Regions from separate parts of the Mus musculus genome. Here all the other regions are linked to region 4. Evidence: chromatin contacts called from public ChIA-PET and promoter capture Hi-C data. All regions are on one chromosome and are shown on one strand. Each heading gives the region's core, a stretch centred on a gene start, on an enhancer-like site or on the middle of the called end of the contact. The rest is flanking DNA. Distances are from core to core; before and after follow the strand shown.

Region 1 (5,596 bases), core at 1,439-3,938, 250 kb before region 4:
CTGTAATCTCAGTGCAGTTACAGAAAGATGGGAGGCACAGACCACAGAATCTCTTCATGTTCCTGACCTATCCTGGTTAGCAAGAGACCCTGTCCCAAACAAGATGGCAATCGAGGACCAACAACCAAGGCTGTCCTCTGACTTCTATATGTGTGTCTCGGCATGCTGGCGTGTGTGCTCGAGCACACACACACACACACACACACACACACACACACACACATTTTCAATTGTTTAAGCCCTAAATGTCCCAAAGTTAGATTAAAGTAAGGCTCTTAGTCTATTATTAATCAACTTCTTATTTCTCTGGTAACTCTGATCTTCCTTCCTAAAATTATCTCTCTCCAGCCCATACCTGTGGATTTTTAATCTTAAAAAAATAATAATCACAACCCATCTTTGACCTGTGGTCATTGTTGCTTGCTCGTCCATCCCCAGTCTCTACATCCCCAAGCTGCAGTTGCCGGTGATTCAGTTGTCCATAGCACAACTATAACCCATAATATGTAAGTAAATAGACTGGAATTCATTCAGATTCTTTTCTGCGTGTGTCCGTGGGGGTGTGTGCATGTTTCTCTGTGTGTTTACATGTGTGGGCCTGTGTGTACGGGCATAGGTGAGCCAGCAAATGTGTACACTTACACGTGCAGGCCCAAAGCCAACAGTAAGAGGTTTCTTCACTTGCTCTTCACCTTATTCTTTGAAGCAGAATCTCTCAGTCAAACCCAGAGCTTGCCAATATGGCCATTCTTGCTAGGCAGCTTGCTCCTGGGAGTCCCTGGGAGTCCCTGCCTCCCACAGGCTGCCACACTGAGAGCAGAACTCTGGTCCTCCTGTTGTGCCGTGAGTGCTTTCCTTACTGAGCTAATCTCCCCAGCCCCACATTAAAACAAAAATTCAATTACTTTTACCATACTGGGCATGGTGGGACATGTCATTAATCCCTGGACTTTAGCAACAGAGGCAGGAGGATCTCTGTGAGTTTAAAGTCAGCTTGATTCATGTAAAAGGATGCTGTCTTAAATCAATCAATCAATCAATGATGATGATATAAAAATCAACTATATTATTTATGTTTGTTGTGTTGCACGGTGTACACACATACATACTATGACTTAAGTACAGAGGTCAGAGGACAACTTTCAGAAGTTGACTCTCTCCTTCCGCTGTGTGGATTCTGGGGTTGAATTCAGGTCATCTGTCATGGTAACAGGTGCCGATAGCAGCTACCAGTCCCTAATTTTTCCATTTTAAGATTTAATTTTTTGTTTGTTTGGTTTGGGTTTTTTTTTTTTCATTGAAACAGAGTTTCACTATTTAGCCCTATATGGCCTAGAAACTCACAAAATAGTCTTTTAGCACACATCTTTTACAAGGCTTACATGTGGGCTGCCATACCTGCCCAGCGTTCACACGGATTCTGAAAATCTGAAGTCAGTTAGTTCCTCACCCTTTGATGGAAAGGATTTTATCCACAGAGCCATCTCTCCAGCTCATATCGATAAATCTTCTTCTCACTAATGACTCTGCTGTTTTGAAAATTAAATATACTTAATTCAAAACATTTAAAACTAATTCCAAGATTTAGATTCCTTCTGTTAGAATTAATGTAATTTTAGAGCATAATAAAATGATATCAGGATAGAAATGGGCATGTGTGTATATGTGTGTGAGTGTTTATGTGTCTGAGTGTGGTGTGTGTGTGTGTGTGTGTTTGTGTACGTGTGTGTCCAGCATACAAGCAGAAATTTGCATATAACAGAGAAGACTTCTAAATAAGTCTGGTAGGTTCTTGTCTTACTGCATGAAGAAGGCTCCATGGTTCTTGTCTCCTCCAAGGAAACCATTCAACCAATACGTACCAATAGCTACAGCAGGACTTTATTTAGGAAAGAATTTTATTTAGTAAGGCAAAGTAATACATATATCCCAGAGAGAAATCAGAGCGGGCTGGTGGGGGGAGGTGTGTAGCAACACGCTGGGTTTTAAAGAACTTTTTTGTGAATATTTATGAGGTGGATGTCATATTCATAGGGCTAAGTTGGTCCTTTTCCTCTCCCAAATGATGTTGGATCAGATTTCCTAGTTACGATAATTCCTCCCATGATCTTCTTGAAAAGCCCATAGCAGGGGCAGGCTGAGTGGCATACACTTTTCATCTCTGCACTTGGGAGGCAGAAACAGGAGGGCCTCTGTGAGTTTGAGGCTAGCTAGTCTGGTCTACAGAGTGAGTTCCGGGATAGCCAGAACTGAAGGGAGAAAGGAAGAAAAAAAGAAAGAAAGAGAGGGGAGGAGAACAGAACAGAACAGAAGACAGAGACAGGCAGGAAGATAGACAAAGAAGGGAGGAGGGAAGGATGGAAGGAGGGGAGAAGGAGGAGAAGGAGAAATGTTCACAAAGGGTGAAGGATGGGGTTTTATTTATTTTATGTATCTGAGTACACCATTGCTCTCTTCAGACACACCAGAAGAGGGCAGAGGATGGGGTTTTATAAAAAACAAAAACAACAACAACAACAAAAAACAGACTGAGAGTGATATTTTGATGAAGCCAGGACTAGGGATACAGACTCCTTCTGTGTGTGTACGTGGCAACTAAGAAAGCTTCATGGTGCCTTAGTTTTCGATATAACAGGAAGAACCTATGAACAGCTTCAAGAAAGCTTAACCACAAAGAGGCATTCTGACCACCAGATGACACAGCCACCAAGATACAGCCACAGTTTCCTTGCTTACCCCATAACCTGTTTCCTTGGTTACTGAAGCCAACCCCTTGCCTCTCCATTCTCACTTCTAGGCACTCTTCTCAAGTGGCTTGGACTACGGACTCTGTTGTCCTTCCCCAGAAAGTCTGTATCACTCAGCTGTATCAACACCAAGAGTTCTGTTGCATGTTTGAAGAAAACAAACTCTAATAATACATTTTAAAAATAAAGGCCGGGCAGTAGTGGCACACCCTTTAATCCCAGCACTTGGGAGGCAGAGGCCGGCAGATTTCTGAGTTCGAGGCCAGCCTGGACAGCCAGGCTACACAGAGAAAGCCTGTCTCAAAAAACCAAAAAAAAAAAAAAAAAATTAAGGCCATCAAGGTGGCTCAGCAGATAAAGGCAACTTGCCATTAAGCCTGTTGTTGAATTCCTAGCACCCACATGGTGGAAGGAGAAAACTTATTGTTTCACTTATTGTTCCTCTGGCCTCCATGTGCATACAGTGGCACACACATATTATACACACATAACAGTATATGGGTTTCTTTTTACAAAATATTATTTATTGAGAAGTTCAGACATTGTATTTTTGTTCATACCCATTCCTTCCCCAGCTCCTTCCAGATCCACCCCACATCTCCTACCCATCCAACTCTGTGTCTTTACTACTCTGATTTTTAATCTATGAAGTACAATTTGTGTTGCCTGTGTACTTTTGGGTGTGTGGCTACACACTGAAATGTGTTCAACCTACCAGAGGCCACGCCCTTAAATGATCAAATATGTGAAGATTTGACATTAGTTGGAGATTATTCAGTATAGTGACTGATGCTCTAATTCCACTTATGTTGCTGGGTGTGAGAGAAGAGATGCACAGCTACTGAGATGGGAAGAAGAAAGAAAGATGGGCTGTTTGTACATGAGAAATAGTAAGGAGCACACCTACTTAAATCATATTAATTTGCTCATGTGAAATACTTAGTTCTTATGTTAGATATAAGAAACTAAATTGAAATATTCAAACCTGAATAGTACCAGGAGAACAAGTGGACCAAAATCTTATACAGATAATATTGCTTTAATGGAAATAAAAAATAGATGTGTAAAAAAAAAATCCCCTCTCCCTCTATTGGCAGCAGTGAATTACCAATTACAATCAGCAAAGGCTGAGACTTTGTGCTCACTTCCCCCTCCAGGCCGGGACTTCTTTTGGCTTGAACTTCCCCTGGTTTTGTGCACTCTGACCCAAAGCTGTGAGTTCATGTGTGCAGCTGCCTTGTACCAATGACACATTTTTGAAAGAACAATTCTGCCAAGTCGATTTGGCCAACATTCCCCTAACCTAGACCCTGTGTTCATCTTAATAATGTCCTATTCACTGAAGCCCTTCTTTCTTCCATGGCACTAGGTTCCCATTTGTCTTTGCCCAATTCAGGATTGAGCACAGGTCTGAAACAATGCTGCTTCTACTCATTACGTTAACTACTGAGTAACACCCATCTAGCTCTGATTTTTCTTTGATCCGTGCAGGAAGGTTATCGGGATCACCAGCAGGGACAATAAATACCTCTACAAGTGTAAGTGACTTGACTGGCAGAGAAAGATGCTGAATTATGCTGCAAATGCATCAGGGGTCGCCTCTGGTCCTGTGCAGCATTCTTGGGCTGGAGTGGTCCTTCAGAGATGCCCTGAGTACAGCAAGGGTCTGGACCTCTGCTCCCTCAGCCTCTCCCTAATTAGATGAGACCATATGAAGAACGTATATCAAATGTGCTGTGCGAATATTTGAAGTGTAGTAACTCTTAGAGAACCCGAGGCAATCCTTTATTAAGGACAAAATAAAACAAAAACGAATTAGTCATTTATGAAACCCTTTCTGAGGTCCTGTGACCTCTGCTACCTGACAGCCATGTATCCTGGCAACAGTCTCTGGGCTTCATGCCTAGCTTGCATCATCTCCCACAGGGTAAGAGCATCACTTTTAATGGGCTCTATTGTTTCTTACCCTCCTGAAAAAAAGAACAGGTCTGTTTGCAAATGGACCTTCTTCCCAGGACGCGGGTCTGAGGGATAAAGGTGTCTGTGCCCATTAGGAAACTCAAGGGGATGTGGACAAAGATGTGTAGGAGCACTTTCTCTGCTGTTTTGGTTTGATTTAGTTTTTGAGCTAGAGATTGCTGTTGCCCAGGTGGGCTTTGAACTGGTCCTCCTGTCTCCACCTCCCAAGGACTGAAAGTGCAGGTATGCACCACCATGCTTGGATTCTGAGTGCTTTAATTAAAACAACACAATTAAGCAAAACCTTTTAAGATTTTTTTCCTCTAAGATTTAAAAGTTTTTAAAATAGAGACCAGGCACCACCTGGTCTCTAGTGATGTGATCTCTCCAGAGCTCTCCCACCGCCCCCTGCGAACCCAGCACCTCCTAACCTTCTTAGGCTTCTAGCTCTGTGAAACCTCCTGTAATCTGCTCAACACAATCTGGATCATTCACCTTTGACCTCTCCTGGTCTTGGTTCTACCTTGTGGTTGTTCAATAAACACCGATTAAATGAAAAACACTGATTTAACCTTTTCTTCATCCTCTTTGAGCCTTCAGATCTTTATCACTGCTCTTACCTTAAATCCTCTCTCTCTCTCTCTCTCTCTCTCTCACACACACACACACACACACACACACAGAGCCATTTAAAAGTATCCTTAGTACATATAATATTTCTAAATAGTGGGATTGAGTTTCTAATGAATTTGAGCCAGAAGCTGTTTTATATGGAATGTAATTTTGTGCAAGCTCAAACCCCTAATTTGATATTTAATCTCATAATACCCTGCCCCATGGTATCTCTGATAAATAATTCCCTTTTGCTTCTGGGCATTTTGCATACATTT
Region 2 (5,101 bases), core at 583-3,082, 170 kb before region 4:
TTTTTCTTACTCAGTGAGCCAGTGTTTAGCACTAGGTTTTTGATCTTTTCCATTTTTCTAATATTTTTATAATAGTGGGTAACAAAACTACCAATAAACAGAAGAATTGGCACATATAATTACATGGTCTATGCATATATCTTTAAGCTTATGCTTTGAAAGATGAATGTCTCAAAGTGTTCTACTATTGATATTTCTTAGAAAGGACCAAAAATATTTTCTATATGATTTGAATGCATTGTACTAAGGGCCTTTAAAATTTAATTTTTTTTTTTTAAATTTCAAAGATGGTCTTACCATGTAGCCTTGGCTGGCTTAGAGCTTACTGTGGGCTTGGAACTTACAGGGATCTACCAGATTCTGCCTCTGGAGCAAAAAATCTGGTTCTTAATAGGGTGATGTTAGAAAATACATTGATTGGGGGCTGGTGAGATGGCTCAGTTGATAAGAGTACCTGACTGCTCTTCCGAAGGTCCAGAGTTCAAATCCCAGCAACCACATGGTGGCTCACAACCATCTGTAACGAGATCTGACACCCTCTTCTGGAGTGTCTAAGGACAGCTACAGTGTACTTTACATATAATAAATAAATAAATCTTTAAGGATGGACCATGTAGAGACTGCCATATCCAGGGATCCACCCCATAATCAGCATCCAAACGCTGACACCATTGCATATACTAGCAAGATTTTGCTGAAAGGACCCAGATGTAGCTGTCTCTTGTGAGACTATGCCGGGGCCTAGCAAACACAGAAGTGGATGCTCACAGTCAGCTAATGGATGGATCACAGGGCTCCCAATGGAGGAGCTAGAGAAAGTACCCAAGGAGCTAAAGGGATCTGCAACCCTATAGGTGGAACAACATTATGAACTAACCAGTACCCCGGAGCTCTTGACTCTAGCTGCATATGTATCAAAAGATGGCCTAGGCGGCCATCACTGGAAAGAGAGGCCCACTGGACACACAAACTTTATATGCCCCAGTACAGGGGAACGCCAGGGCCAAAAAGGAGGAGTGGGTGGGTAGGGGAGTGGGGGTGGGTGGGTATGGGGGACTTTTGGTATAGCATTGGAAATGTAAATGAGCTAAATACCTAATAAAAAATGGAAAAAAATCTTTAAAAAAAAAAGAAAATACATTGATTTTTGTCAGGACAGTGGTGGCAAATGCCTTTAGGCCCAGCACTCAGGAGGCAGAGGCAGGCAGAGTTTAAGGCCAGCCTAGTCTACAGAGCAAGTTCCAGAACAGCCAGGCTACACAGAGAAATCCCATCTAAAAACAAAAAGTTGATTTTTGACATCACTGAAGTCGAAATTGAGGTAGCTCAGCTAGGGCAGGTCATTGTGCTCATCTGTGTCACAATTGTCTCATCCATGAGCTGTAGATCCCAAGGAGGCCTTTTTATGAGGGAAATATGAAATGAAATGAAATGAAATGAATGGATAAATATAAATAGCACATAGACACGTCTGGATACGTACATAATGAGTGCATTTGCCTTGGTAGAATTGCTGTGAGAATTAGATGTAACAATGCTTTAGACTCCATTTACTGTGCTTGGGATGTGCCAAAGCTTATGTGCTGGAGCTGTGGTTTCTGGTGGTGGCATGAAGTTTTAGAACTTTTAAGAGGTGTGCCCTCTTAAGGGTGTTTAGGTCATCGAGGATTCCATGTTTGGGAGAGATTAATGTAGATTAATGTAGTTCTCATGTGATTCAGGCTAGTTCTTATGAGAACATTGCTATAAAAAGACTAAGCTAGGCCGGCTTGCTCCCTGGCTTCCTATGTCATCATGTGCTCTTTGCCTGTTACATGTGCTCTGACACAGGACCATCTGTCATGCTTTGATGCAGCCAGTGTCCTCACCCCAGCTGAGCAGATGCCAGGTGTCTAGCTTCATAAGCTCTTAAAAATGGAAGTTCCTGTTCCCGTGCATTTCCTAAACTAACAGCAACAGTGGCGCTGCTACATTCACATATTCCACGTTGGGATCCATCCTATTCCTGCCAGCATGCTTTCCCTTTGTACGATACATAAAATAACAGTGCATCCTGACAGCAGCTCAGGTCTGCCGAAGTAGAATTCTAGTAACACAACTATTTTAACATTTCTTGAAGTGTAGTAGTAAAGTTTGCAGGAAACAGTATCTTACAGATAATGCTTAATTTCTTAATTTTGAGTCATGAAGTAGTCTGAGACCCCTGAATTAAAAAGAATTTATAGGCATATAGGCACTAACATTGTAAAATTTAGTTCCCTTTTGAGTTTATTTTTACTTTTTGGCTTTTCCCCCACATAAAATGACAGCTTTTTACTTAGAAGAGCAGTTAGCAGTGTTACATGGTGAAACTATTATATTTGACCAAAATCTAACATGCTAAATTGAATAGTCTTAGTAGTACACACACACACACACACACACACACACACACACACACACACACACACACACACACACACACACACACGTACATTTAGGAAATCTAGAAAGCAAAGCCTTGAAAAACTTTTTGTGTGCAGTGAATGAAAGGGATTTGGATTTTGTATAAAAAGAAAAGGTAATGAAATTTGGGATTACTGAGAAACACTTCTCAATTTGATATCTCATGAAACTGGAAACACTGTAAAATAGTTTAGTAAAACTAATAATCAGCTAGAACACTTAAAATCAGTGTGAGTCAGAATAGCTTATCAGTGCATATTTTGAACGTGTGCTAGGTTAGATGCAGTGGCTCACAGAGGTTGTCATGACATTGCTCTGTGCTCAGGAGTGTAGGAATGAGCTGTATAGATTTCAAGGGTAGGAGAGTGCATCTCACCAGTTTTATTTTTTTATCAGAATAAGGTCCATAGACGAAGGCAATGTTGTCTTAGTCTTCTGCAGATCCTGTTCTAGCTTGGGAGTGAGTGATTTTTCAAGGGTATTTGAATTGGTGTAAGTTGTAGTGGTAGCTTTGACATAGGAATGTATTTTTTCAAATAAATAACTTGAAGTTGCTACAGTTTTCCTTCTATATTTTTTGTATTTTTAATTTTTAAACAAAATAATTTTATTTAATATGTATGAGTGTTTTATCTGTATATTTCCTTGCCTCATGTATGTGCCTGATACCCACAGCCAGAAGAGGCATCACATCTATGAGGACTGGATACGCAGTAGGTTCTGATACACCATGTGTATGCTGGGAATCAACAGCAGGTCCTCTAGAGGAGCAGCCAGTGTTTTTCATCACTGACCCATCTCATCTACTCAGCCCCACTAGTTTGTTTTTTTCTTTTTTTTCTAATTTAAACTTTTAGTTTTGTTTTATGTGAGTGCCTGTGTATATGTCTGTGTACCATGTGTATGCAGGTACCCATGGAGGCCTTAAGATGATGATGAATTTCCAGGAGCTGATGCTACTGCTATAGGCAATTGTGAGTCATGAGGAGGGGATGCTGGGAAGTGAGCTCAGGTCCTCTGCAGGAGCAGCAAGTGCTCTTAGCCACTGAACCTGCTCTCTTCTCCAACCTTATTTTTCTATAGTCCTTAATTTTATAGGAATAAAAACTTAAGTTGTTTTGATCAGAACGAACCAAAGATGTTATTTACACTCTATTAACAGGTACATTTGCTTGTATAACTTTTTTTCAAATCTAGCTTGTTATATTAATTACCTATTGGCAATTAATCTATTATTGCCATATTAATTGGATCTTTATCTATCTATGGGTAAGTTGTTACAAAACTCTCACACAGTTTGTGTGTGGCAAGAGTTTGGGAGCAGCTTACCCAGGTAGTTCTGTGAAATTGTGAGTCTTATCAGGAGCTGAGAAAGCAGCGTGTGGGATGTCTCAGCCGCAGAGTTTGTGGGATTGTGCTACACTTTTATGAGGCCTCAGCTCTACTACATGGAGTTCCTGATACTTGAGGTTTTCTTGGCTGGCTTTCTCCAGAGTGGGTGATACTAGACAGAACAAGAAGAAAAACACCGTATCTTATGATCTATCTTCCGAAGTTCTACCCTGGCGTCTTTGCAATATTCAGTTGCCTACACAAGCCTGCTGTCTGTAGTACTAGCGGGACCTACACATGAGCGTTCCCACCAGGAAGCAAGGATCATCAGAGACTATTTACCACACCTTATACAAAAAACAAAACAAAACAAAAAACAATTAAAGACACAGGACAAGATTAGAACTATATGGGAATAGTCAGAAAAGTTTGAGGTTAAAAATAAGTTTGTTTTAGGAAATAAGATCCTACTCCCAATCATGAGCTATTGTCTTTCCTAAAGAAATGTTGGTTTCTAAGTGAATGATACTTAGCTATACTTGGACAAACTACTCTAATTACCTTTCTGAGTCTCATTTTTTTTTTTTTTTGACAGGGTTTCTCTGTGTAGCCCTGGCTGTCCTGGAACTCACTCTGTAGACCAGGCTGGCCTCGAACTCAGAAATCCACCTGCCTCTGCCTCCCAAGTGCTGGGATTAAAGGCATGTGCCACCACTGCCCGGCGAGTCTCATACCTTTATTTGATTAAATGGAGTCATATCCTTAAGAGAGACTTGTAAGTTTCTTTTAAAATAGTAAATTATAATGTTTATGATATCTGATGGTAGGCATTCAGTAGATCTAAGTAGTTTTATAATTTTTTTTTTTTTTTTTTTTTTTTTTGGTTTTTCGAGGCAGGGTTTTTCTGTGTAGCCCTGGCTGTCCTGGAACTCACTTTGTAGACCAGGCTGGCCTCGAACTCAGAAATCTGCCTGCCTCTGCCTCCCAAGTGCTGGGATTACAGGCATGCGCCACCATGCCTGGCAGTTTTGATTGTAATCTTCATGGGTAGCTTGACTGAATTTATTTTCACCCAAAAGACATACCTCTGGGAGTATTGGTTAGGGCATTTCCAGAAAGATTTAAATGGCCAGGTGTGGTGGCGCATACCTTTAATCCCAGTACTTGGGAGGCAGGGACAGGCGGATTTCTAAGTTTGAGGCCAGCCTGGTCTACAAAGTGAGTTCAGGACAGCCAGGGCTATACAGAGAAACCCTGTCTCGAAAAACAAAACAAAACAAAATAAAACAAAAACAAAAACAAAAAAAGAAAGGTTTAAATGAAT
Region 3 (5,036 bases), core at 2,014-4,513, 190 kb before region 4:
AAACAAACAACCCCCCCCCCAAAAAAAACAAAAACAAAAACAAAATCTTCAGAGACTCCATGTTGGTATTGTGATCATTTTTTCAATCCTTCAGGTTGTTTAGCCTGTCTTACTTTCCCAGTTCCATCTCTCTTCCCTTCCTGTCTCCCTTCTCTTTCTTCTTTCCTTCCCTACTTTCCTTTTTCAATGATTACTGAATGTCCAAGTGCCAGGCACTGTGCTCAATTCTAGAAGACAAGCAAAGTGAACAATTTGTCCTCTAAGAGCTCACTCAGAGTCTGATCGGCTCTTAAAGGCAAGGCAGTGAACAGAGAATGATCCGATCAGGGATTGGAGGGGACCTCACAGACAGTTTCAACCTTTTGGAGGCTATTTGGGTCAGAGAATGTTGTGACACTCTTAGCAGCCCTGGCATCTTGCTATGTGCCCTTGAGGTCTCAGAGGTGTGCTCTTTCCGCCTGTCAGATCATTGCCTGAGACTGGACTTCAGAAGCATCTCTGCGACATGCCATCTTTTACTTTCTCCTCAGCCAGAGATGCTTGTTTCCTTACAGCGGAGATCACATCGTAGGCCATCAGTCTGTTCGTGACTTTGACTAGACTGTGATTTCCTTCAAAGACAAGACAGTTTTATGTCATTTTGAACTGTCCTTCATTCCTGAAAGTCATGACTGGAATATTATAATGTTCACCCAGCAGAGTTAGGGTAAGTAAAGATTATATTCACAGGGGAAGTCTTTTTTTTTTTTTTTTTTTTTTTTTAATTGGTTTTTCGAGACAGGGTTTCTCTGTATAGCCCTGGCTGTCCTGGAACTCACTTTGTAGACCAGGCTGGCTTAAAACTCAGAAATCCGCCTGCCTCTGCCTCCCTAGTACTGGGATTAAAGGCGTGTGCCACCACACCTGGCTTCACAGGGGAAGTCTTAAGCAAGGGGCCTGTTTAGTTTAGAGCAAAACTATTAAGATAATTCTTAAATCACTTGGCTTTATTCTCTACTGAGAGTAGGTGTTCAGCAAATGCCATTGAAGTGTTTGTTGAAATATTTGTAATAATGTTAAGAATAAAGAAATTTCTGCTGGACACGATGGTGTGTGTTCTTAATTCTAGCACACAGGAGGCAGAGGTATGGGAGGATGTCTGTTGAGCTAGAGGCCAGCCTGGTCTACAATAGAGAATTCTAGGCCAGCCAGGACTACATAATAAGACCCTGTCCCATTTTTTTTTCCTTATCCACACGTGTGGATAAATAAAGATTTTGTGTCTGGCTAGGCAGCTGGGCTTTGAGTCAGGCTGGAGAAAAACTAGGAATTATTGGTTTTAGAACTAGTACTAAGGATTTCATCTTTCCTTCAATCGGACCACAGTTCCTGAATCTTACATACAATTAAGGCATGGGAGGGCTGTGCTGTGGCAACAGTGTTCCCAATGTCTAATGTTCCCTTTCGCCTGTGTTTCTCTCCTGGCACTGTACTGTTTTAGAAGAGGGGACATTTTTTTGATGGGCAGAGGATTACCAGTGTGAAGGAGACCTTCACCTTCTTTTCTTCTCTTTGGCTTTGCTTATCCTTTCTATCTTTTTAAAAGAGATGCACACTTCTTATTTTTTAAAAAGATTTATTTATTTATCTTATGTATATGAGTACACTGTAGCTGTACAGATGGTTGTGAGCCATTGTGTGGTTGCTGGGAATTGAACTCAGGACCTCTGCTAGCTCTGAGGCCCCTCTCACTCCAGCCCAAAGATTTTATTTATTGTTATATGTAAGTACACTACAGCTGTCTTCAGATACACCAGAAGAGGGTGTCAGATCTCATTACAGATGGTTGTGAGCCACCATGTGGATGCCGGGATTTGAACTCAGGACCTTCGGAAGAGCAGTCAGTGCTCTTAACCACTGAGACATCTTTCCAGGCCCCACTTATGATTTTTAACTAAGAATATATGTGTGAGTCTGTGTGTGGGTACTTGTATGTGAGTGCAGGTAGGTGTCCTTGGGTGCCACAAACATCCCCAGAGTTGGAGTTAGAGGTGGTTATGAGCTGCTTGCTGCTTGACATGGATTCTGGGAATGAAACTTAGGTCGCTCTTCGGAGCCATCTCTCCAGCCCCCTGACGATTCTTTCACCAGAGGCTGAGGCTTCTGTTCAAACATTTGCCAGAAAGATGTGCTTTTTCTGAGCAAGCCTCATACCCTCTCTTTCTCTTGAAGAAACATTCATAAAACCTTATTAGAAAGGGGAATTTAGAGGAAGGGAAGGAGGAAAAACATATGGCGTTTTGAAGTATGTGTGTGTGTGTGTGTGTGTGTGTGTGTGTTGGGAAGTCAACAGGGATCTATATTGTCACAGGTACAATACTTCCTTAGCAAACCTTTGAGTCTCATCAAAGTTGTAAGAGTTAAAGAGGATAAAGTTACATGTAAGGAGTTTAGAACAGTGCTTGGTACAGGGACAAGAATAGACACACTTAAAAAGAGAGTCAGCTACTATGTTATCCAGGGCTCCACCATCCAAGGTGAGACCTGGGCTTTTCCCTCAGATAAGTCCTTCAGGGCAGTCACTCTCACATGGAATATGGTACTTTGCTGCCTCTGTGGTATCTTTCCAGAGGTCAGCCTGGATACAGGACTGTCACACAGGGACTGGGTGAGGAGAGGATTCTCTTTCTTCTCAGCATTGTTTTCCCTCTCAAGTTTGCCCCCCACTCCCAGTCAGCTGTATCACAAAGTGTCAATCCTGGTTTGTATCTAGATGTTTTGGCCTTTCTGGTAGCACTAGGACTAATTAGACAATTACATTGAGATACAGAAGCAGCACAAACTTTCTGGCACTGACATTTTAAATTGAAAGCAAGCATTTATTGAGCATCTACAGCATGCAAATACAGTTCCCTTAAATACAATTGGCTCTTAACTGTTTCAACTACTCAATTTGGACCACTGCTGATTTATCTTTAAGGGTTTTATGAAGAATCAATATTAAAATGGAAATAATATTTGCACAGTTCTCTGCAAATATCAGCGTCTTGTGTGGATTATTGTTGCTCCAGTACCAATATTAATTGCAGTAGCAACATTGTTGTTTTTCCCAGGCAGAGTGTAGAAAGCAGCTGTAGGCAGACTGGAGGCAGGCGGAAGAGGTCAGGGGAGGTGCCTTCCCACGTCCGGCCCAAAGGGGCGGAGCAAGAAGGAAAGCCCCTGAGGCCACGCCCCACCCCGCCCCCTCCGTCGGAGCGGCGTAGGCGGTTACCATGGCGATGACGTCTAGAGGGCGGGGCGGGGCGGGGCTATGGAGAGGAGGAGGAAGATGGCGGGAGGGCGGCTCTGAGGAGACCTCGGCGGCGGCGGAGGAGGAGAGAAGCGCAGCTTCGCGCAGCGCCGGGGCCCATGTGGGGAGGAGTCGGAGTCGCTGTTGCCGCCGCCGCCGCCTGTAGCTGCCAGAGCCGGGTGGGAGTGAGGGGGACGCGGCAGGATGAAGTTCGCCGAGCACCTCTCCGCGCACATCACTCCCGAGTGGAGGAAGCAGTACATCCAGTATGAGGTACCTGGGGCTGCTGTGGTTGGGGCGGGCTCGGAGGGGCTGTCATCTCCCTAGCTGCGACCTCCGCCGCTGCCTTGAGCTCCCCGGCCCGGGCGGACTTTGACCCACCGCCGCGGGGAGCCACTGCGGCATCCCCGGCGCTGCTGGCCCCCGGCGGCCAGGCCGTCCTTCCCCTCCCCCGCAGCCCTCTGCCGCCGGGGTAACGGATATGCAGGCGGCGGCGAGAGGAAGGGCACTGCCGGGCTGGGGCTGGGGAATGGTGGTGGGAGGCCAAGCCGCAGGTGCGACGGCGGCCCGGGGTCGCGGCGGTTCGGCGCCACCCCCTCCCCACTCACCCTGACCTCCGGTCCCCACCGCCAGAGATCACCCCCTCTGCCAAGGTTAGGTGCTTCTCGCTGCTCACCTCTCGCCAGAGAATCGAGCTCTTGCAAGATAAACCCCTCCAGCGATTGCCTTCAGTCCACCCAGCCCCGTCGGCTTACCTCCACTTGCTCACTGTTGACAAAGGCTTTGTAACAGGATTGAAACTTGGTGAAATGTGTATCGCCTAATGCAGTGGTTATAGTTTTCAAAAGCATTGAGCCAATAGTTCTGTTTTGATAAGGAGACGGTTGTCTCTGTCTTTGTACTGACTGCACGAACTATACAGAATAATCACATCTTTGGCTTTTCACTCTTCTCTGGTTTTGGAATGGAGGGAAGAGAAAGGAGGGAAGAGAATTATTTAAAATTTCAGGTTTTCTGCTAAGTTTTTGGTAGGGAGAAAAATCACTGTATTGTGAATACAGTACCTTACTTGTGTATTGCACGAGACATGTTCCTCCTTTCAGTTTCTTCCTCTTGCAAGGCTTTTGGAGGGTTTTTAAATACATGTTTTAAGGAACCTTGCATCAATATTGGGAAAAGTAAAGACAGTGCAAACCACTCATATACTTAAAAGGTAGGATACCTGAAAGGCATTTATTTATTTATTTATTTATTTATTTATTTATTTATTTATTTATTTATTTATTTATTTGAAGCTTGCAATAGGTTATTCTCAGAAGCTAGTAGTTCAGCTCCTGGAGAGAGAAAAGACAGCGGGTCTGTAACCTCCAGGAATTCACATCTATGGTATGAGCAGGAACAAAGAGTATAAAATCAATAGGAACATGCACACACATACTAGCTAGGTTTTATGGATTAAAATATTTTGGATTTCCTTTTTAACTTTTATATGAATTTAGTGATAGGATGTTTAGGCAACAGCAGTCAGTCATTTATTCATATAGCCTGTGTAATAATTGAAGACCAGGGAAAGGGATAGTTAGGTTAAATAGAATCTTGAAGATTGTAAAATAAGTTTGTTTGTAATATATTGTATTTAATGGCAGAAACGAATGGCTCATTACTAATACTCTCTTGTCAGTTTCCTTGTAACCTTCCTCTGCCGCATTCTGGAAGAAAAGGTCCTAACAGTTCAGGCTGTGGAGTTGTTGATTTATTGTTTGTAATA
Region 4 (5,832 bases), core at 3,314-5,813:
TGGATGCAGGATCTCCAGTGAGCCGTGCTTGTGTTGTATAGACCTGGCTGCCCAGCCTGTCCCACCTCTGTGTTCTGCCTGATGAGATGGATGTGTTTGCAGTTGTTCAGTATTTCCTTCCAACACTGACATCTGCCTCTGGGACAGACATACGTGGGTGGTGCAGGTCTTCAGAGCTGGGACACACCATCAAGGGGTATTTATTCTGAGTTCTCCAGAGAAGCACAACCACTGGGGTGTGCCTGTATATAAAGAGGCTCACTTTAAGAGTTGGCTCTCAGACTTGTAGAATTCTGGAAAATCCCAAACCTGCAGGACAGGCCAAGCAGTTCAAAGTCAGCTTGCAGGCAGAATCCCTTATTTCTCCAGGGAGGTCAGAGGTCAGCCTTGGTTTTCCAACCTCAGGCCTTCAACTGCTAGATGGATGAGGCCTACCACATGACAGAAGGTACTCTACTTTTCTCAGAATCGGTCAGGTTAAATGTTAATTTTGTCAACAACAACAAAAAAGCCCTCTGCAGTAACATCCAGAATATGTTTGAGCAAGTATCTAGGTGCCAGGGCCTACTAAGTGGATATTGTGTTACCAGCCATTGGAGATGGTGCCTGTAGTCGTCGCAATCTGAGAACTTCTCAGAGATCTCCGCCCAGGCTCAGCCACGCTCCAGACGTACTGTGTAGAAAAGGGTTTTTAGGATCAGCCTTTGTGAAGCGAAGGGGAGCTTATTAAACAAGGAGGACACATGCTCAAAGTGACAGGTTTGAGTGTGGCACATATTTAAATGTCCCGTCAGGCACGTGATTTGTGGCCTTTGACATTACAAAGGATGGAGCCAGAGCTGGAAGCAGTGAGGGCCTTGATTGTTTACCCCAGATGCTGTCACTATGGCCTGCTGGTGGGTGTTGTGATGTCAGCTGTACTCCATGAGGGACCAAGTCAGGAGGGAAACAGGATAAGAGGCCACCACATGGGGATAGTGACATAAGTCAGTCCCAAAGACTTAGTCCGTGGGTCAGTCAGTGGGGAAAACTCCAGCAGGAAAAGGAAGAAATGTGGGCCGTGGGTCTGTTACCTGGCTGTTGGGTCCTGAGATGGCATTTGTGTGCAGCTGAGCAGGATCTGGCCACCAGCTAGCATTTTCCAGAGCTAAAGCTAAAAAGGATATGAAGCACAGCAGTGTGCATCCGAAGGCAGCGTTGGTGTGTGAGGTAGGGACTAGGGCAGGAGCTCTGCCGTTGTGTTAGGAGAGGCACCAGGGTCTGCCCAGGTGCAGCCCATCCCAGCAAGGCCTGAGGGATCCTGTGTGGGATCCTCAGGTCAGGGATGCTCCAAGTCCCAGACTTCCAGGCCCACAGAATACCCATGGAGACTTCCCTCAGAGGCTTTTCAGCACTTCAAACTGCTCCTCAGTGGTCACAGGGGGCGGGTTCTAGGAGCCCCCTTGGATACCAGAACCCTTGACATAAAAGAGTGTAGCTTTTACACCCCGATTAGCCACATCCTCCTGTGCATCCCTAGATTACCCACAGCCTTTAAGCACAGAAGTGCTTTGCAGTGGTAGCTGCTTTGTAGTATTTAAGGGCTATCTTCTATTTTGTACTGTTGAGTGGTTCTCAACCTGTGCGCCACAACCCTTTTGGGATTGAATGATCTTTTCACAAGGGTCACATATCAAATATCCTGCATATTAGATATTTACATTACAATTCATTATAGTAGCTAAATTACAGTTATGAAGTAGCAATAAAATAATTTTGTGGTTGGGGTCACCACACCATGAGGAACTGTACTAAAGGGTCGCAGCATTAGGAAGGTTGAGAACCACTGCTTTTAAGGGAAGACAAAGAAAATAAAGTCCCTATGTGTTCTGTACGGACACACAGATCCAGAGTTTTATTTTCAAATGTTTTTATTATGTGACTGGTTGAATCTCCAGATGTAGAGCTCCTCACACAGGACTGACTGAACATGTTTCTACAATCTGTCACTGTCCACACACACACACCCACACACACACACACACACACACACACACGTATACACACACACGTATACACACGTGCATACACATGCACACATACACACACATGTATACACACATGCACACACAGAGTGCACATAAGGTCTGCCTTCTTTCTTCTGCATAGTCCCTGGCTTAGTAGCTTTTCTTGTTAACTCATGCTGAGCCCAGCAGTAGAGAGTGAGTTAAAAATAAAGAAGGATGTATCAGTTTTGTTGAGCAGCTGTGTACTCAGATGTTTTGAGATGTGCTCATCCTGCAGGGCTTGGGGCTTGTCACGTGTCTTCCCGGGAGCCTGACTGGGGGTAACCTTGTGGATTGTTGGTACCGTCAGGCACCATGGGAGAATGTGCCCCAGAGTGGTGAGGCCTGGGCCAGAGCACATCCAGGGCACACTGGTTATCCTCTCCACCTCCCTGCATGTGACTTTTCTCCTGTCTCTTCACTAGAAATGGCCAGAGAAGCCCAGCCCCGGAATTGAGGACCACCTCTGCCTACAGAGAGAACCTCCAGAATGGGAACTTGAATGACCCCTCCAGCATAGAGTCCAGCAATGGGCAGTGGCCCAAGCAAGAAATGCCCCTGTCTCATGTCCGTTTTGAAGATGAGTCTGCCCACGAGGCTGAATTCCGGTACCTGGACCGGCTTCAGCAGCGCCAGCGTCAAGTGTTAAGCACAGTGCTCCATGCTGTGGACCAAGGACCTCTACGCTCCAAACCCGACCTAACCAACTACATTAACCGCATTGTAGGGAATAGCTCATTTCATAGGGCCGTGGGCTGCCTGGACCAGAGTAACTTCCCTGTACCACCACCTCCTTGGGACAATGAGAGGAAGTGTCCAGCCTGTGGCAGCTGTCTGGAGGAGCGTTGCCCTGCTGAGGAGAGGGCAGCCTCTGACCTGAGAGTCCTCCGGAGTCTCCAGGCTGCCTGTGAGGCAGAGGCAGTACTGCTGGGGCCCTGTAATTCCCATGGTCTGAGCTCCCCATTCCCAGGGCTCCACACAGAATGGATCCGGGAAACACACATCACAGACACTGTTGCCACACACCCTGAGGAAGAGGAGGACTCTGCCCTGGACAGCACCCACAGTTCAGACAGCTGGAAAGATGGTACTGATGCCAGGACCTCTCAGTCTAGCAGGGCAGGTGAGCAGATCCGAGTGAGCAGCCCCCAGCAGCGGTGGCATGGGTCTAGGCCCCAGGGAGGTCCCAGGTGGTCCAGAAAGGCTGAGGCGGAGCTGCCCTGCGGCCTTCAGGCCTGGTCTCACCTGCCCCAGCTTGATGATGGGGTTGTAGGAGGGGAGGGGAGAGAAGCCAGTGGACACATACCTCAGGGGACTCTGTTTCCAGAGGAAGATGCTGTGCCTAAACCTGCCTTGGAACCTAAGAGACCTTGGTCCCAGGGGCAGCTTGGACCTCGGTCAGGAAGTCACTGTGCCCACCCCGAGGACTGCAGATCTCCATGCAGGACAGCTTATGCTGTGCCGTTTTCCAAGACACGTGGGTCCTCAGGATCAGGCCAACCACCAGACCAAGTTCCTGAAAGCCATGAGTCTCTGAAAACTCTCTGCACTTCTCCCCTCCAACGGAGCCATGAAGAGCCCTCTGCACCCCTCCCAGCCTCACAGTCAACATTGACCCTCCCCGAGGAAGTGCCAACCCCTCCTTCTTTGAGGAAATCCCTCTGCCCTATGCCTCCGAGGAAGTCAGTCCAGAAGGGGCATCACTGGCAGGAACACCAGGCAGAGCATATGGATAGCCCCCTGCCTGTGTCCCCTCCAAGAACTGTGGTTCTCACGCGACCCCAACCCCAACCCTGTAGCCCCCAAGTCAAGCATCCACTGCTGGACCTGTTCAACAACAACTCCAGCAGCAGCATCCCTCTAGGGCTGCAGGGGCCCTCAGGAGTGGCTGTCCACAGGAATAGATCTGAAAAGGACCAGTGCTGTCAGGAGCCTGTGCTGCCTCTGGAGAGCAATGGAGATGGTAAGGACTGCTGTCATTTGCTCTCCATCCTAATCACCTTAGGATAAGGCCCATAACTCCCCCTCCCCCCAGCCCCCAGCACCTTGTGGATCCCTCAGAGCAGCAGCAGGCCTGCAGGATGTAGGGGAGCACCAGCTGGGTGCAGGACTTAGCAAGAGCATGGAGCAAGTTAGCCAGTGTTCTGTGCTTGGGGGATGGGGAGCAGGGGCTTGGACCTCGGTGGGGATGGAGCCAGATGGGAACTCTGGGGTGTGTAGGGGAAGCTTCAGTCCACAGCTGCTGGGGCCAGGCTTTGTGGGCATTTGACTCTTGTAAACTATGAGTAATCTACTGTTGTTTAGAAGAGTGACTACCGACAGTCACCTGCCTCTTCCACCTTCTCTCTTCTGTGCTTTGCACTGCCTTGTTCACTGTTGGTCATGCACCCTGTACAAGCTCAGACCTGTCCTGCGCACTGTGGGAAATTACTCAAGCAGGCTCCCTGCCCTTAAGGTTCTCTGTGGTCACACGTGTCTGTGGGGTGCAGTGACCAGCAGGGGGAGCACTACAGCAAGCTGCCGCTCTGATCCCTCCGTGGCCCTGGTTGTCCGACCTGCTAGTAGATTCTAATGGGCAAGGCTGCCAAAGCTCCTTGCCCTAGGGAGGAGGAGTCTCGCCGTGGGCAGATTCTGTGCCCGCTCTGATCCGCACTGCTGTGATCCCAGCGGACAGCAGTGAAGTTGCTGAGGCAAAGCCTCTCCCCCCTAGTTGTTCTGCCTCCACCCATCTCCCGCCCTCCACACCGAGCTCAGCTGTGCCTCCCTCTCCTGTGTGGGCTCCAGGCTGGTGTGAACCTAGCCACGTCCTGCAGACCTTCTGAGATGCAGTGACCTTTCTGGGAACCCTGAGTCTGCACTTCCTTGAGAACTTAGTGAGGATTCTCTTATTAGTGACAGGGCCCCTGGGTAACCGCTTCCTCTCTCTATCCTCATGTTTTCTTATCTAGACGGGGAGGGTTAAGATACAGCCTGTCTCGTGGGAACCACAGGGCAAGTCTATGAAGGGTTCAGTCACCCTTCATATCACCAAGTGCATACAATGGACCCAAGATGGAAGCTATAGTAAAAGCTGTGGCAATTTTAGATTGTTTCCCCAGTTCTCGACTGTGTCCCTTGACACGGAATGGGCATGACCTACCACAAGTAACTAACACTTAACAAATACTTATTAGGTGCCCAGCTGGGTGATGGGGTAACAGTAGTCCACAGTCCTCCATAGCACCCCCACTCTTATCCTCAAAGTTTCCAGTTTAGCAGATGCTCAAGGATGAGCCCCGCCTCCTTCACTGACTGCTTCCTGGGCTTCTACTGCTTCTGCTCCTACGGCTCCCACCTCTCCCCGGCATCTCCTGCTCCTCAGGTCAGGCTGGGAAATGGGCCTTTCCCCCGTGTGACCTGTGGGGACAGTCATGTAGCAGGGGCGGCTCTGTGGCTGTTGCAGGAACACTCCAGGACTCTCTCCAGTCAGTGGATATCGCCACTGTCAACTCTACAGCCATCACCCTCGCCCTTACCTCAGAGGAGCCTGAGCGCAGCCAGGAGTGGGGAGGAGGTTCACAGAGGACAGGATCCAGCTCTGGGGGCCATGTGCCCACTGGGTGAGTGGCAGGAGCAAGCCCTGACGACATAAGGCATGCTGGATGGGGACATACCACCTGGAGCATAGTGTCTCTTAACTTCCTCTTCCAGACCCAGAAGGCCCTAGACCACATCCTGGTGCCCTAAACCACCCTCCCTAATTCTGTGTGTGTGTGTGTGTGTGTGTGTGTGTGTGTGTGTGTGTGTG

The links. Promoter capture Hi-C pulls out the DNA fragments that hold promoters and counts their contacts. ChIA-PET counts read pairs in DNA pulled down with a chosen protein or histone mark.
Region 1: an RNA polymerase II ChIA-PET map of memory CD8 T cells shows a contact between it and region 4, with 15 read pairs. The contact joins two enhancer-like sites. A contact is called at or near these places in 1 of 39 promoter capture datasets (liver), 1 of 115 datasets of contacts at active chromatin or transcription factors (memory CD8 T cells) and 3 of 9 other capture datasets (adipose tissue, embryonic stem cells and pancreatic islet).
Region 2: a contact with region 4 is called in a promoter capture Hi-C map of pre-B cells, with 2.5 times the contacts expected there. The contact joins two enhancer-like sites. A contact is called at or near these places in 7 of 39 promoter capture datasets (3T3-L1-derived adipocytes, the C10 cell line, hippocampal neurons and 2 more), 1 of 484 Hi-C or Micro-C datasets (large pre-B cells) and 2 of 9 other capture datasets (adipose tissue and liver).
Region 3: a contact with region 4 is called in an RNA polymerase II ChIA-PET map of memory CD8 T cells, with 9 read pairs. The contact joins the promoter of Xpr1 here to the enhancer-like site in region 4. A contact is called at or near these places in 2 of 39 promoter capture datasets (the C10 cell line and hippocampal neurons), 4 of 484 Hi-C or Micro-C datasets (CD4 T cells, embryonic stem cells, large pre-B cells and 1 more), 3 of 115 datasets of contacts at active chromatin or transcription factors (effector CD8 T cells, kidney and memory CD8 T cells) and 2 of 9 other capture datasets (adipose tissue and liver).

What each region holds. Positions count from the first base shown.
Region 1 is chr1:155,473,528-155,479,123 of GRCm38.p6, reverse strand. No RefSeq gene overlaps it. Among named protein-coding and RNA genes, the nearest start is that of Gm31772, 27 kb to the right of the region's middle. Within about 2 kb of position 2,688, at least 31 of the 459 cell types and tissues checked have an H3K27ac peak or open chromatin away from gene starts, as enhancers often do. A contact at or near this core is called in memory CD8 T cells, where this site is marked.
Region 2 is chr1:155,391,827-155,396,927 of GRCm38.p6, reverse strand. All of the region lies in intron 1 of Xpr1 (xenotropic and polytropic retrovirus receptor 1), which reads left to right. Among named protein-coding and RNA genes, the nearest start is that of Xpr1, 23 kb to the left of the region's middle. Within about 2 kb of position 1,832, at least 34 of the 459 cell types and tissues checked have an H3K27ac peak or open chromatin away from gene starts, as enhancers often do. A contact at or near this core is called in pre-B cells, where this site is marked.
Region 3 is chr1:155,415,671-155,420,706 of GRCm38.p6, reverse strand. It overlaps Xpr1 (xenotropic and polytropic retrovirus receptor 1), which reads left to right and starts at 3,263. Exons shown (of 15, transcript NM_011273.2): 1 at 3,263-3,541. The coding sequence starts at 3,473.
Region 4 is chr1:155,223,087-155,228,918 of GRCm38.p6, reverse strand. It overlaps BC034090 (cDNA sequence BC034090), which reads left to right. Exons shown (of 10, transcript NM_001370865.1): 5 at 2,471-4,008; 6 at 5,488-5,644. Among named protein-coding and RNA genes, the nearest start is that of Gm31102, 17 kb to the left of the region's middle. Within about 2 kb of position 4,563, at least 166 of the 459 cell types and tissues checked have an H3K27ac peak or open chromatin away from gene starts, as enhancers often do. A contact at or near this core is called in memory CD8 T cells, pre-B cells and rod photoreceptor, where this site is marked.